3 separate regions of the Mus musculus genome follow, and all the other regions are linked to region 1. The links are chromatin contacts, called in public Hi-C and promoter capture Hi-C maps. All regions are on one chromosome and are shown on one strand. The core of a region is the stretch at or near the end of the contact, and the rest is flanking DNA. Distances in the headings are between cores, read along the strand shown.

The links. Promoter capture Hi-C pulls out the DNA fragments that hold promoters and counts their contacts. A called contact is a pair of places that touch in the nucleus more often than the background predicts.
Region 2: a contact with region 1 is called in a Hi-C map of B cells, with 9 read pairs. The contact joins the promoter of Jup here to the promoter of Retreg3 in region 1. A contact is called at or near these places in 2 of 39 promoter capture datasets (HPC-7-derived erythroid cells and liver) and 1 of 484 Hi-C or Micro-C datasets (B cells).
Region 3: a contact with region 1 is called in a promoter capture Hi-C map of pre-B cells, with 6 times the contacts expected there. The contact joins the promoter of Cnp here to the promoter of Retreg3 in region 1. A contact is called at or near these places in 2 of 39 promoter capture datasets (liver and pre-B cells) and 1 of 115 datasets of contacts at active chromatin or transcription factors (pro-B cells).

Annotation. Positions count from the first base shown.
Region 1 is chr11:101,118,045-101,122,180 of GRCm38.p6, forward strand. Retreg3 (reticulophagy regulator family member 3) reads right to left here and starts at 1,797. Exons shown (of 9, transcript NM_026501.3): 1 at 1,497-1,797. The coding sequence starts at 1,735. Tubg1 (tubulin, gamma 1) reads left to right here and starts at 2,073. Exons shown (of 11, transcript NM_134024.3): 1 at 2,073-2,198; 2 at 2,503-2,615; 3 at 2,787-2,954. The coding sequence starts at 2,150.
Region 2 is chr11:100,395,602-100,399,737 of GRCm38.p6, forward strand. Jup (junction plakoglobin) reads right to left here and starts at 2,189. Exons shown (of 14, transcript NM_010593.2): 1 at 2,035-2,189. Gm12348 (predicted gene 12348) reads left to right here and starts at 2,515. Exons shown (of 4, transcript NR_132425.1): 1 at 2,515-2,536.
Region 3 is chr11:100,572,692-100,576,827 of GRCm38.p6, forward strand. Cnp (2',3'-cyclic nucleotide 3' phosphodiesterase) reads left to right here and starts at 2,248. Exons shown (of 4, transcript NM_009923.2): 1 at 2,248-2,377; 2 at 3,545-4,136. The coding sequence starts at 2,375.

The sequences.
Region 1 (4,136 bases), core at 547-3,046:
AGTGCCAATGTCTGACTACTTTAACCCGCTTGGACTTTAATACTATCTGTACCCCTCCCAAGGTATGAGTCCCCTCTATAAATGACAAGCTCAATTGTTTTTTAAGTCTTAGGCCACACTCACTTTGGTGGATCTCTCCCCCACCTCCTGCATTGTGGCTACACAGCAGGCATACTACCCGGAAATGCCAGAGATAGGGATCAGTCACAACTTAGCACAAGAGGGGTTCTGAGAAAGATTCTAAACGCAGACTTAGCCTAAGTAAACACTATGGTACAGCATGGTGGCCAGTGTCAATAGCCCCAATCCTCGGGAGCTGGGAGCAGGAAGGTCAGAAGTTCAAGGCCTGCTCTGTGGAGAGGATATTTGGAGCCAAAAAAGAATACACTGTTGAGGACCAGCAAATCTGTTGCAGCTTTGAAATGTGTTCCAGAGCTAGAGAGATGGTTCGGTGGCTAAGAGCACATACTGCTCTCCCAGAGAAGTTCAGTTCCCAGCAACCCCCACCTATCTCCAGCTCCAGGGGGATCTGATGCTTCTAGCCTCTACAAGTACCCACAACTCCTCACGACCACCCCATCTCAGGACCACACCCCTATACACATACACACACACAGGCTTATTCAAAGAGTCTCATCTCTTCTGGTTGTAGAAGCCTCAGTGATATGTCAGTTCCCTTGGAATTTGATCAGTACTATGGTTATTAATAAACCCAAACCATGGTTGGTAGACTCGATGAAGCCCAAACTCCTCCTAGGTGCTCTCATTTTTTCCAGAGAATGAAACACACACTTTAATATAAAGCCACTTGTCCAGTGAAAGAGAACTCAACGGCTCTCAGACAGCCTCAAACTCCTTGAACCACAGCTAAGGTCTAATTTTTGGGGGGAAGCGTTGCAATCCTAAGTGGCTCTGAAACAGATGAAAGATCACCACTGTTTTTTAATTTTTTCCTTCTTAATACATCTACTTTTCTTTCAAGCTGAAACTCCACACAAACTTCACCAACTTGACTGGGTGAGACGGTATCTAACATGCTAATAATCCATGATAACCGGCTCAAGCTTGTTTTCCTCCTCACACCCAGGGATACCCTTCTGCCTCTCCTCCCATCATCGTTAAGTTAAAACCTCTCGGAACCACCACCCTGGGGCAAGCAAGAGAAACGGAGGAAATGGTCTCGAAGTGAAATCACTTTCTCTCGCTAACAAGAGGCACCCCGGCTTACTGCGAGCGACACGGGATGGTACCAGATTCTCTGGCGAGTCGTGGGGGCAAGTGGAGAAGACCAGGAAGGCCCTGCGAGCACCCGGGGTGCCAAAGCCTGGAGGCAGGCGGGATGCTGGGGAAAGTGAAGCATTATCAGGCAAGTATCAGAAGCAGCCAGGGCGACGAAAGAAGGCAGGACAGGGCAGGTGAGAGATCGACACCCCCCCCCCCAGAACAACCTGAGGAATTCCCGCCTAGTAGGGTCAGTGAGGGTCCGGGTGTCTCACCAGAACGCCGCGTTCAGCCCCAGGCACCACAGGGCGCTCCTGGCCGGCCGCTCCCACACCAGGGCTGCCTGCACCCGGCTCAGCAGAGGCTCGTAAGGGCCCAGCACCTCCACCAGGGTCCGCTGCGCCGCCTCAACCTGCTGGTCGCGCTCCCAGGAGCCGGACATAGCTCGGCGGCCCCTGAAAGCCAACCCCGAAGCTGGACCCGGGGCCGCGGCCACCCCTTCAGCCTCCTCCATCTCCCCTTCAGCAGCCACAACATCCGGGGCCACGGCCCGGGAGTCACAATAACACCGACTGCGCAGAAGCACGATTTGGCTGCGGCCGGGCGGAGAAGGGGCGGGGCGGGGCAAGTGCCGGAACGCCCACGCGCGCATGCGCAGACGCTCCGGTGCGCATTCATCAGACGGAAGAGAACACTGCGTCGAAATGCGTTCCCGGCGCTGAGCGCGATTCGGAGCCGCGCACGCGCAACTCGCACGACTGAAGCCCGATGAAGGAGGAAATTTCATCTGCAGAACCCAGCTCCCATTGGAGCGGAGAACGATTAGGGGTGGAGCGCATTGTCTGGCGCCTGCGTCTTGCCGGCGAGCGCGCTAGCGGTCGGCGGTGTTGCTGGCGGGAGAGACTGCAACGCCGATGTCTGAGGAGCGATGCCGAGAGAAATCATCACCCTACAGTTGGGCCAGTGCGGCAATCAGAGTGAGCGAACCTCCCAGACCCTCTGCCTCCCAGGTTCCTTAGGTGCAAGAGGCCCTCGCAATAAGGTCATAGCTTCGGTCTGTCTGCAGAATCCTAGTTCTCCCCCACAAAGGCGATTCCCAACCCTGTGCCCAACTGCCTAAAGCCAATGGACCTTCCCCTGTCCAGTCATTGGCCTAGACACTAGGGAGTCCCAAGGCTAATCTAGATCCCTAGACCCAGGCGTTCAAATCCCCCACTGGCTATTTGGAACCTACCCAGACTCACGTATCTTTTTTCTTCACCTTCCGCCTCCCTCTCTTAGTTGGGTTCGAGTTCTGGAAACAGCTATGTGCCGAGCATGGCATCAGTCCCGAGGGCATCGTAGAAGAGTTCGCCACGGAGGGCACTGACCGAAAGGACGTCTTTTTCTACCAGGTGCTCCCCCAAGTGACTTGACCAGGACCCTGGCGGGACTGGCAGCGCGATCTGGTGCTGGGAAACTCTGAGTGGATGGATGGGAACAGAGTGGCTATCTTGAGGGAGAGCCTGCAGGAGCCAGAGTTGGGAGGCTTCAGGACTTGACCCATCCTGGCTTCCCTCTGACAGGCAGATGATGAGCACTACATCCCCCGGGCTGTGCTGCTGGACCTGGAGCCCCGGGTGATCCATTCCATCCTAAACTCCTCCTATGCTAAGCTCTACAACCCAGAGAACATCTACCTGTCGGAGCATGGCGGAGGAGCTGGCAACAACTGGGCCAGCGGATTCTCCCAGGTCATTTGCTGTTCCCCTGAAGGGCTCTCAACTCTGTGGGTGGGCACAGGCCCTGTGGTTTTTCTACAGATGAAACTAGGTCAGAGATGTTCGAGTGCTGAGTAAGATAGCCATGGCTCCAGGAGCTAACTGGAACGCTAAGGACGCAGTCTAGCTAGTGCTTTGTTGCAGGCCATTTAAATACTTTCTGTGTTATCTTTGTAAACCTCTGACTAACCCTAGAAGTAAGTACCATGGGTTTATGATATTTTATCTACTTCTTCAGACTCAAAACAAAACTCTGAAATCAAAGATATTTCAAACTTCACTTAGCAAAACCAATGCGCAATGGAGAAGGAAGGCTATGTTGATGTATCTCGTTACCTTATTGTCAGCACTCAGGCCTCTCACTGTAGAAATGTCTGATAACACACCTCCAAGCTCCACGGCTGTATCAGTACTGTTTATTTGGCAGGTTCTAGGAATGTGCTAAACATCACATACTAGACAAACTTAGATTGCTGAGCTATGCATCACATCCACAGCCTTGACGTGATCTTTTTGTTAAATATGAATATTTATTTATTTTGAGAAAGTTTCTCTACTTAGCCTTGGCTGTCCTGGAACTCACTTTGTAGACCAGGCTGGCCTCAAACAGAGATCCACCTGCCTCTGCCTCCTAAATGGCGAGGTTAAAGGTGTGCTCCGCCATTGCCCAGCTAATATGCAATTTATGATTGTATGCCCAAAACTACCTTTCAGAACCTGAAGAATTTTGATTTCTAAAAATATCTGGTCCTGTGGATATTAAATGGCGAAGTGTGGACCTGTGTTTTACTTTTAGTGAGGAAACAGATAAATCTTCCTGAAGTCAGATGACTAGGTGGGCATGAGCTACAGTGGTAGAGATGGCTGGACATGTAGTTCAGTTGGGAGGATACTGGTCTAGTATGTTCGAAGCCCTGGCTTCAGTCCTTAACACTGCATAAAACTGGGCAGAGTGGTCCGTACTGGCAATAGACACAGGAGACGCAGAATGTCAAGGTTATCCTCAGCTAAGCAGAGAATTTGATGCTAGCCTTGGATACATGAAACCCTGTCTCAAAAAAATAAAATAAGTTGGGCAGTGATGGTACATGCCTTCAATCCCAGCATTTGGGAGGCAGAAGCAGAGGCAGGCAGATTTCTGAGTTTGAGGCCAGC
Region 2 (4,136 bases), core at 939-3,438, 720 kb before region 1:
AATCAAATTAGCTAAACTAATCATTTAGCTCATGTAATTACAATGCCTTCCCCTCCTCCACCTTGGCATGGAGAGGAGGGGAGACAGGTAGCATGAGCCTAATCTTCATATCCCCCCCCCCCCCCGTGCTTCCTGGAGGTGGTCACACTTATGTTACCCCCTCAACAGGACCTAAGGGGGTTACTCAAGGGGAGAGTCTGTCTGCCATTCCCACTCTCCAACGAAGCACCACCAGCGGCCTCCAGGTGAGTCACAGCAAGCAGCACTCATGACCCTCACCCCACCTTCCCTCTGCTCCAGGCTAGCGCTGGCATTCCTGCTCGGTCCCCCACAAGAAGGCTGATGGGGAGGGGCCTCCAAATGCCTATGAAAAGGCCACTCTTCGGATTTGTATAACCAGTGCAGCAAGGGCGAGTAGAAGTTCACAATTCCAGCCAGAGAAGCGCTCTCAGCACACGGAAGGCAAGGGGAGGGCGCGGATCACACTGTGCAGCCTCAGGGTGCCTGGCAGGGAAGAAACCTTCTACAGCAAAGACTTCCTCCTGTCCCACTTTCCCCGCCAAACACTCAGGAAAAGAGTGGGTGGAGGAGGGACTTCTGGCGAGTCCTCTAGAAAGAATGCACCTTCATAATCTAGAAACCCAGCGGACCGGCCAGCAACATTCCTGCCCTATGCTATCCTGCCTCAATTGTCAGCCAGCTAAATAAAATCGGGGATGGAATGGGGGAGTTAGGGAAAGACTAATCACTCTTCCTCATCTTCCTAGCTTGGCCCAGCCCTGTCCCAACCCCATTCCTGGGGAAGGGGCAGAGCTTGGGAGGACAGATACTTAGCAGGCCTCATATAAGGGGGTGTGATGGTCTCCGGAGGAGGGGGAAGGAAGAAGACACTTCCCCTTTCAGCAACGCCCCCACCCCACCCCCATTGGTCCCTACCTCAGGCCTTAGGGGCCTGGCAAACAGGATGGAGTTGGGGGCAGGGAGAACAGGGTCAAAGCGCACACACTGGCTACGTTCAGCTTGGAGCTGACTGGGGGAAGGGGTTTTCCTCCAAGAAGTACCACCAAGCCTAGAATCAGCTCTCAACAAGGAGACTAGAAAAATCCTAGAAAAGGCTCCCATGGTTACTTTCTCCTGGAAAGTTTGTTTGGAGTGATTTCTCAACAAGAATGGGTTGCAGAAATCAAAAGATATTGCTGTTTCCCTATCAACACTCTGGAAACCACAGCTACTAAAAACTGGGCGAGTGCTTCTTAAATTTTCTCTACCGGCCCAGACTCCAGGCCAAGCCACCAGTGTCAGACATCGGTAGGGCACTCAGCCCAGACCCTTCACCAGTTCCCCAGTCACCCTATCCCACCTCCGTAGGAGAAGGCATTGACCGGCGTACACTAGAGCGGAGGGAGGCGCCACAGGTCCAGCTCGGAGCTGCAGGGCAGGGCCTCCGTCTTCCAAGCGCTCACCTGCTCTGCTCAGCAGGTGGGAATTGCGTCCCTGGGAAAATGTGCACTCGGCCCCCACAGTTTGGAAAGCTGGGCGCAGACAATAGGGCCCCACCCAGGCCTGGGGGAGTAGGGAGGGAGGGAGAGAAAGCGAGGATGACGCGTGGGGTGCGGTGAGGGTGGCCCCAAAGAGACTAGGCAGCAAGTTTCCCAAACGGTAAATTCCTGTCACCGTGAGCTCCGGGACCAGGCGGAGCGGGTCAAAGTCTGCTCGGTCAGCTCCAGGGGAGAGTCAGGGACGCCGTGTTAGGCGAGCTCTGGGGCCCTGGGGGAGGCGCGAACTCCGAGGCACCTGCCCTAGTTCCTCCCCACCCTTCTCAGACCTGCGGTTCACCGAGCCTGGAGGGGCGCTCCAACCCAGATTGCTTGTCCCAAGGGTCCCGCGCCCCGGACCCCAGCGCGCCCCCTGTCGCTGGTGTAGGATGCGCTCCCTGACACCCGCCCTCACCTGCCCTGAAACCGCTGGAACCAGCCTCCCGGCCGCTTGCTGTCCCTACTCTCCCACAGTGATTCGTACCCCGATCGGGTGTACCTGAGCGTGGAGCCGGGCTGAGCCGAATCGGGGTCGGGTCTGGCCGGGAGGGAGCCGGCGCGGGCAGCGAACTGAGCTCGGCGCACTCGGGCGGCGGCTGCTCCGGACTCTGGCCAAGGCAGCAACTCAGTAACCGAACAAAAGGCAAAGGGACCTGACAGCCAAGCCACACCTCTCGCCCCCTCGAAGCTCCGCCCCCTAGGGAGACTCCCACCCTCTGAGGCTATCTCACTGGCTGCCCAGCCTGACTATCCCATCGAGGGGCGGAGCCTCGCGCCGGGACCTCTACCACGGCCGCCTCTGTTTATGCGCTCACCATTGGCCCCAGGGACTGCCACTCGACTCTGGGGTGGACGCCAACTTGAGGTCTCATCCTCACTCTGCATCTATTGGCAAATAGAAAGTTTCTTCTTTATGATTGGACAGAGGGCTGTCAGTAAGACTAAGGAAAAAGCCAATGGATCAGGTGGGGCGTGACTTGCCCCACCCTAGCCCTGAGCAGGTAAGACTCATTATTCTCCCCTTCCCCCCCTACCTGTCCAACAGGTGAGTCAGGGGGAGGCATGGGAAAGGACTGACGCCTTCACTAGCCAGCCAACTCAGCGTCAGGCTTATTCATTCTTGCCTCAACGTAGTAATAAGATGTTTGTAAAGCATTTCATAGGCTTTGTGCTGGGTTGGGATTTTCTCCCCCCTACAAAAGATGGAGTGTTCCCTGATCCCTTCTGTTTAGAATTAGCAGGCCTGGGTTTGGGTTCTCCCCTTAATCTTTGTATGACCTTAGGCTAGTTAGTGTACCTTTCACCCTGTATCTCTTCTGTAAAGTGGGTTCATTAGCTTTATCTATCTTAGGTTGGAGAGATTAAATGAAATAAGCTTTGTAGTAGCACTTAAACAGCTGAGGAATGTCAGTATTTAAACTGTCTCAGTTCGAGACAGTTCTTAAAAAGTGCTGGAGCAGCCAGGCAGTGGTGGCACTCGAGGAGGCAGAGGCAGGCAGATCTCTGTGAGTTAAGAGGCCAGCCTGGTCTTCAAAGTGGGATCGAAATGATCCATGTTAAAAGAATATTTTTAATGGGCTTGTGTGGTGCCTCAGTTGTGCAGATGTGACCACCCGAGTCTGATACCTCATGGAGGGAGACAACAGCCAAGTCTCACAGGTTGTCCTCTGTCCTCTGATCTCCCGCCTTGGCACAAGTGCCACACACATAAAAGTAAATAAAATGTAATGCGATTTTAAAACTACGCTCCAAAGAGATCACAAGACTAGGAAATATGGTACACTCTAAACTCCGACACCTTCTTTCTTTTTTTTTTTTTTTTGTTTTTGTTTTTGTTTTTGTTTTTCCAGACAGAGTTTCTCTGTATAGCCCTGGCTATCCTGGAACTCACTTTGTAGACCAGGCTGGCCTCGAACCCAGAAATCCACCTGCCTCTGCCTCCCGAGTGCTGGGATTAAAGGCGTGCGCCACCACGCCTGGGCCGACACCTTCTTTCAAGTCCCAGAGCAGAAGGGTCAGTGTGTTTTGGGGGTGGGGCGGGGGGGGGCTGGATACTGCTCCAGGGAGAAACAGACAAAGGAGATTAAATAATGATGTAAGGAAACTTTGACGGATTTGGGGGAAAATCAGACATTAGATGGAAAGAAAGGGAGCAGAGGTCTAAACCAAAGCGAGGCAGCAAGCCCCTTCAGAGTAGACAAGGCTGTTGAGCCATCCAAAAGAACTCAGTAGGTGGCCTAAGGAGCCGTGGGTATTTCTTCCTGTGGTTGATGACTGCTGTTGCGGCTGTAACATGAACCCAAGGCATGAACCAAGGTACTGAGTACCAACTGTATGCTGGGTGCCAGCCTAGACCTTGGCTGCACAGAAAATTTAAAGTATCCTAACTCTCAGAGAGCGTACAGAGTGACAAGAGGAAACAGCTTGTGTGGGTGGGAGTTGGGGGAGTGGCTGTTTAGAAAAGGACTTCCTGAAAGCGCGCACACATACACGCACACACACACACACACACACACAAACACACACACACACACACACACACGCAGGCACGCACACACATGCACCAGAGCTTACGGGCTAAAATAATTCCAGATGAAGATA
Region 3 (4,136 bases), core at 998-3,497, 540 kb before region 1:
AGGTGGGATTGTGGCAGAATCCAGGCAGGCTGGAGGACCTGAGAGTTCTATATCTTCATCTGAAGGCTGCTATGAGAAGACTGACTTCCAGGAAGCTAGAATGAGGGTCTTAAAGCCCATGTCCACAGTGACACACTTTCTCCAACAGAGTCACACCTCCTAATGGTGCCACACCCTGGGCCAAGCATATACAAACCATCATGCAAGGCCTTTGCCATGTGGTCCAGAAGCAGGGATAAAGATGACTTAGGCTGGATGAAGCCAGGATTCCAGTCAAGTGAGAGGCAATTCAAAGGCAGAATGACTTTGGTCCCCAAACTTATCCCCAGGTCAAGTCCAGGAACTTGTGCCTACTAGACAAGTCTTCTAACACCAAGCTATAGTCCCAGTCCCTAGATAAAAGTATTTTAAATCATGTCTTTTTAAAATTACATTTTAAATGAGGCCGGAGAGATAGCGCAGAGGCTAAGAGCAAGGGCTGCTCTTTAAGAGGACCTGAGTTCAATTCCCAGCAACCACATGGCAGCTCACACCTGTCTATAACTCTAGTTCCAGAAGGTTCTAAACCCCCACATAGACACATATGCAGGCGAAACACCAATACACATAAAATAAAACTCATCTATTAAGCCAGGCAGTGGTGGTACACATTGTTAGTCCCAGCATCAGGGAGGCAGAGGCAGCCGGATCTCTGTGAGTTTGAGGCCAGCCTGGTCTACACAGTGAATTCCAGGATAGCCAGAGCTGGACAGAGAGATCTCTCAAAGAAATAAAAAGTACATTTTAATTTATTTTTGTGTGCATTTATGTGTGCGGACCTACACACCTACTACCTGCCTGTGGCTGTCAGAGAAGAACAAGTCGAGGGAGTTGGTTTTCTATCATTCATGGCCTAGAAGTTCAACTCAGGGTAACGTGGCCATGTTAACAAAGCTATATCTCAACTGCTCCTGAGAAATTATATATAATTATATATCCGTTTGTTTTGTTTTGTTTTGTTGAGACAGGGTGTCTCTCTGTAGGCCTGGCTGTCCTGGAACTCACTCTGCAGATCAGGCTGGCCTGGAACTCACTGAGATCTGCTTGCCTCTGCCTCCCAAGTGCTGGGATTAAAGAAAAAAGTGAAAGTGAACAATGTCACCACGTCCTCGAAGCTAGGATGCACTTGCCTAGCTTGCAGGAACCCCAGCATCTTAAACAGCTGACATGTTCTTGTATGTATGAATTTCCAGCAAGAGGATAAGAAGTTCAAGGTCACCCTTTGTTACATAGAGAGTTTGAACTTAGCCTGGGTTACATGAGATTCATCTTTAAAACAAACCTTTTTTGGGGGATATCCAGCAAAGAAGACTGCTTAGACCCAAGCGGAAGCCAATAGAAAGTCTTTATTAGCCAGCCCCTCAGCCCCTTCACTAGACTTTTTTTTTTTTTTTTTTTTTTTTCCTGAGACAGGGTTTCTCTGTGTAGACCTGGCTGTCCTGGAACTCACCCTGTAGACCAGGCTGGCCTTGAACTCAGAAATCCACCTGCCTCTGCCTTCCAAGTGCTGGGATTAAAGGTGTGTGCCACCACCACCCAGCACTTTTCTCAGGGTAGGCTTTTAATCATAAAAACCACATCCTGTGTTGACACACCTAAGTCAGAAGCAGACTATAGGAGCCAAAAATCAAGGTTAGGACATTTAGGGCCTTTCCCAGAATTATGGACTTTGATGAATTAGGTCTTTGTTTTTGTTTTAGGAGGCGGTGATGCCTATCGGCCTGGTTTCGTGGCCTGAATGGTACTTCCTTCACATGTCAGTTGTGATAAGGTCTATGAGCCTGTTTCAAAATTTTAAACTATCTGACTGCACCCATTTCATCCCAGCCTGCCTGGGAACCCAGGAAAGGCAACTGCCTCCTGTTTTAAGAGTTCATCTCTCTCCTGGTGATGTCTTTAATCCAAGCACTTGGGAGGCAGAGGCAGGCAGATCTCTGTACCAGGCCAGCCTGATCTACATGGTGAGTTCCAGGACAGTCAGGGCTACATAGTGAGTTCCTGTCTCAGAGAAGGGAAAAAGTTAAACTTTAACTTTTAAGGAACAAAGAGGTGGCGTGGCGGACTCTTTCTTGGCATTGAGAGTCCAGGTGTGCTTTTACTTTCTGCCAAGGCTCAGACCGCTGCTTCCTGGCACTCAGGTTTCCATTCCCCGGGGGCGCGTGCGCAGAGGCTCGGGCTGACCCCGCCCTGTCCGCGCGCCCCGCCCCCAGGCTATGAAAGGGACCCTGCGTGGGGGGGCCCCGGACACCCGGAGACGCCCGTGTCCCTCACGCAGGCGGGCGGCCCCGGAGACATAGTACCCGCAAAGGCGGTGACGGCGGTGCGCCCACTCATCATGGTGAGCGCAGCGCGTGCGTGGGGGCCGGGGCGGGAGAGAGGCTAACTGAAAGCGAGATTCTTGGGGATGCATGGGCAGAAGTAGTTTGCAAATGAGGACACCAGGTTCCGGAGTTGAAGTTGCCTCTGGGTCCTCCAAGGCAGCCCTAAGGCAAGGGGCGCGAGCGGGGATATTTTGGGGGAGTCTTAGTGTCTTTGGAGAAGGAAATATCGCCGCAGGGAAGTGAAAGTCGATGCTCCTTGGCGACACCAGCTGGCAAATGGGTCTGGGTAGCACCAGAGAGTGCAGGGCTGTTGTGGAGCCCGCGCTGGGAGTGGGTTCCTGCACAAGGCTATAGAGAAGCCAGAAGCCAGCTAAATTCTCAGGGGCGGAAGCCGTTGTAGATGACAACTGAAACCGCTATGTCTTGTTTTTGTCAGAGAGGTGCTGCTAACACACAGCAGAATAGGGGGCACAGATCTCTGAATACAGGTGCCCTGTGCCCTAATCCTACAGATTGGGGGAGGGGGCGCACTGAGAGAGCAGAGGAGGAGGTGGTTGTGAATATGCCCTTTGTCCAGTGCCCTCCTGCCCTGCCCCCCACCAGCCCTCTGTGGGACCATTGTCCCCCTATACCCAGACAAGAGAGTATTATCTGTTGGTGCCATTGTTGGGTGGAGGGAGGCGGTCTTTGGGTCACCCTCCCCTGCCCTCACCCTCCTCTGCACACTCAAGAGAGCCAAGGCAGCTGTGGCTTTGCCCATACATAGAGCCCCAGGCCTCCAAACAGGACATCCTTAAGAGGTGCCAAGAATATATAAGTTAGGGCTGACAGGGAGCCACAGGCACTTGCTGCCCTTGCGTGCCCTGTCACCAAGGTGTTCTGAGGGGGAGCAGAGAGTGATCCTTGGAGCCAGAGACTAAGAGGTTAGGTAGCTTCAGAAAGATTCCCTCTACCTTACAACCCAGCTGTTGAAGATACTGAAGGATCTACTGCGAGGAAGAAAATCCACCATTCCCCTCCGGGGAAAGCATCCACCATTCAAGGGTGCTTTAAGTTAGGCTTGGGGATTCCTCAACTGACAAGCGGTCCCCCTCTGGGAGAACTCGGCCAGAGACTAGGGTGTGGTGCTTGCGGGCTGGCTTTGAGGAGCCGGGGCTGACATCTCCTCCTCCCTTCTTACACAGAACACAAGCTTTACCCGCAAAAGCCACACATTCCTGCCCAAGCTCTTCTTCAGGAAAATGTCATCCTCAGGAGCAAAGGAGAAGCCAGAGCTGCAGTTCCCTTTCCTTCAAGATGAGGACACGGTGGCTACCCTCCACGAGTGCAAGACGCTATTCATCCTGCGCGGCCTGCCGGGCAGCGGCAAGTCCACACTGGCTCGGCTCATCCTGGAGAAGTACCACGACGGCACCAAGATGGTGTCCGCTGATGCTTACAAGATCATCCCTGGCTCTCGGGCAGACTTCTCCGAGGCGTACAAGCGTCTAGACGAGGACCTGGCTGGCTACTGCCGCCGGGACATCAGGGTTCTTGTGCTTGATGATACCAACCACGAGCGGGAGCGGCTGGATCAGCTTTTTGAAATGGCAGACCAGTATCAGTACCAGGTGGTGCTGGTGGAGCCCAAGACAGCGTGGCGACTAGACTGTGCCCAGCTCAAGGAGAAGAACCAATGGCAGCTGTCGGCCGATGACCTGAAGAAGCTGAAGCCCGGGCTGGAGAAGGACTTTCTGCCACTCTACTTTGGCTGGTTCCTGACCAAAAAGAGTTCTG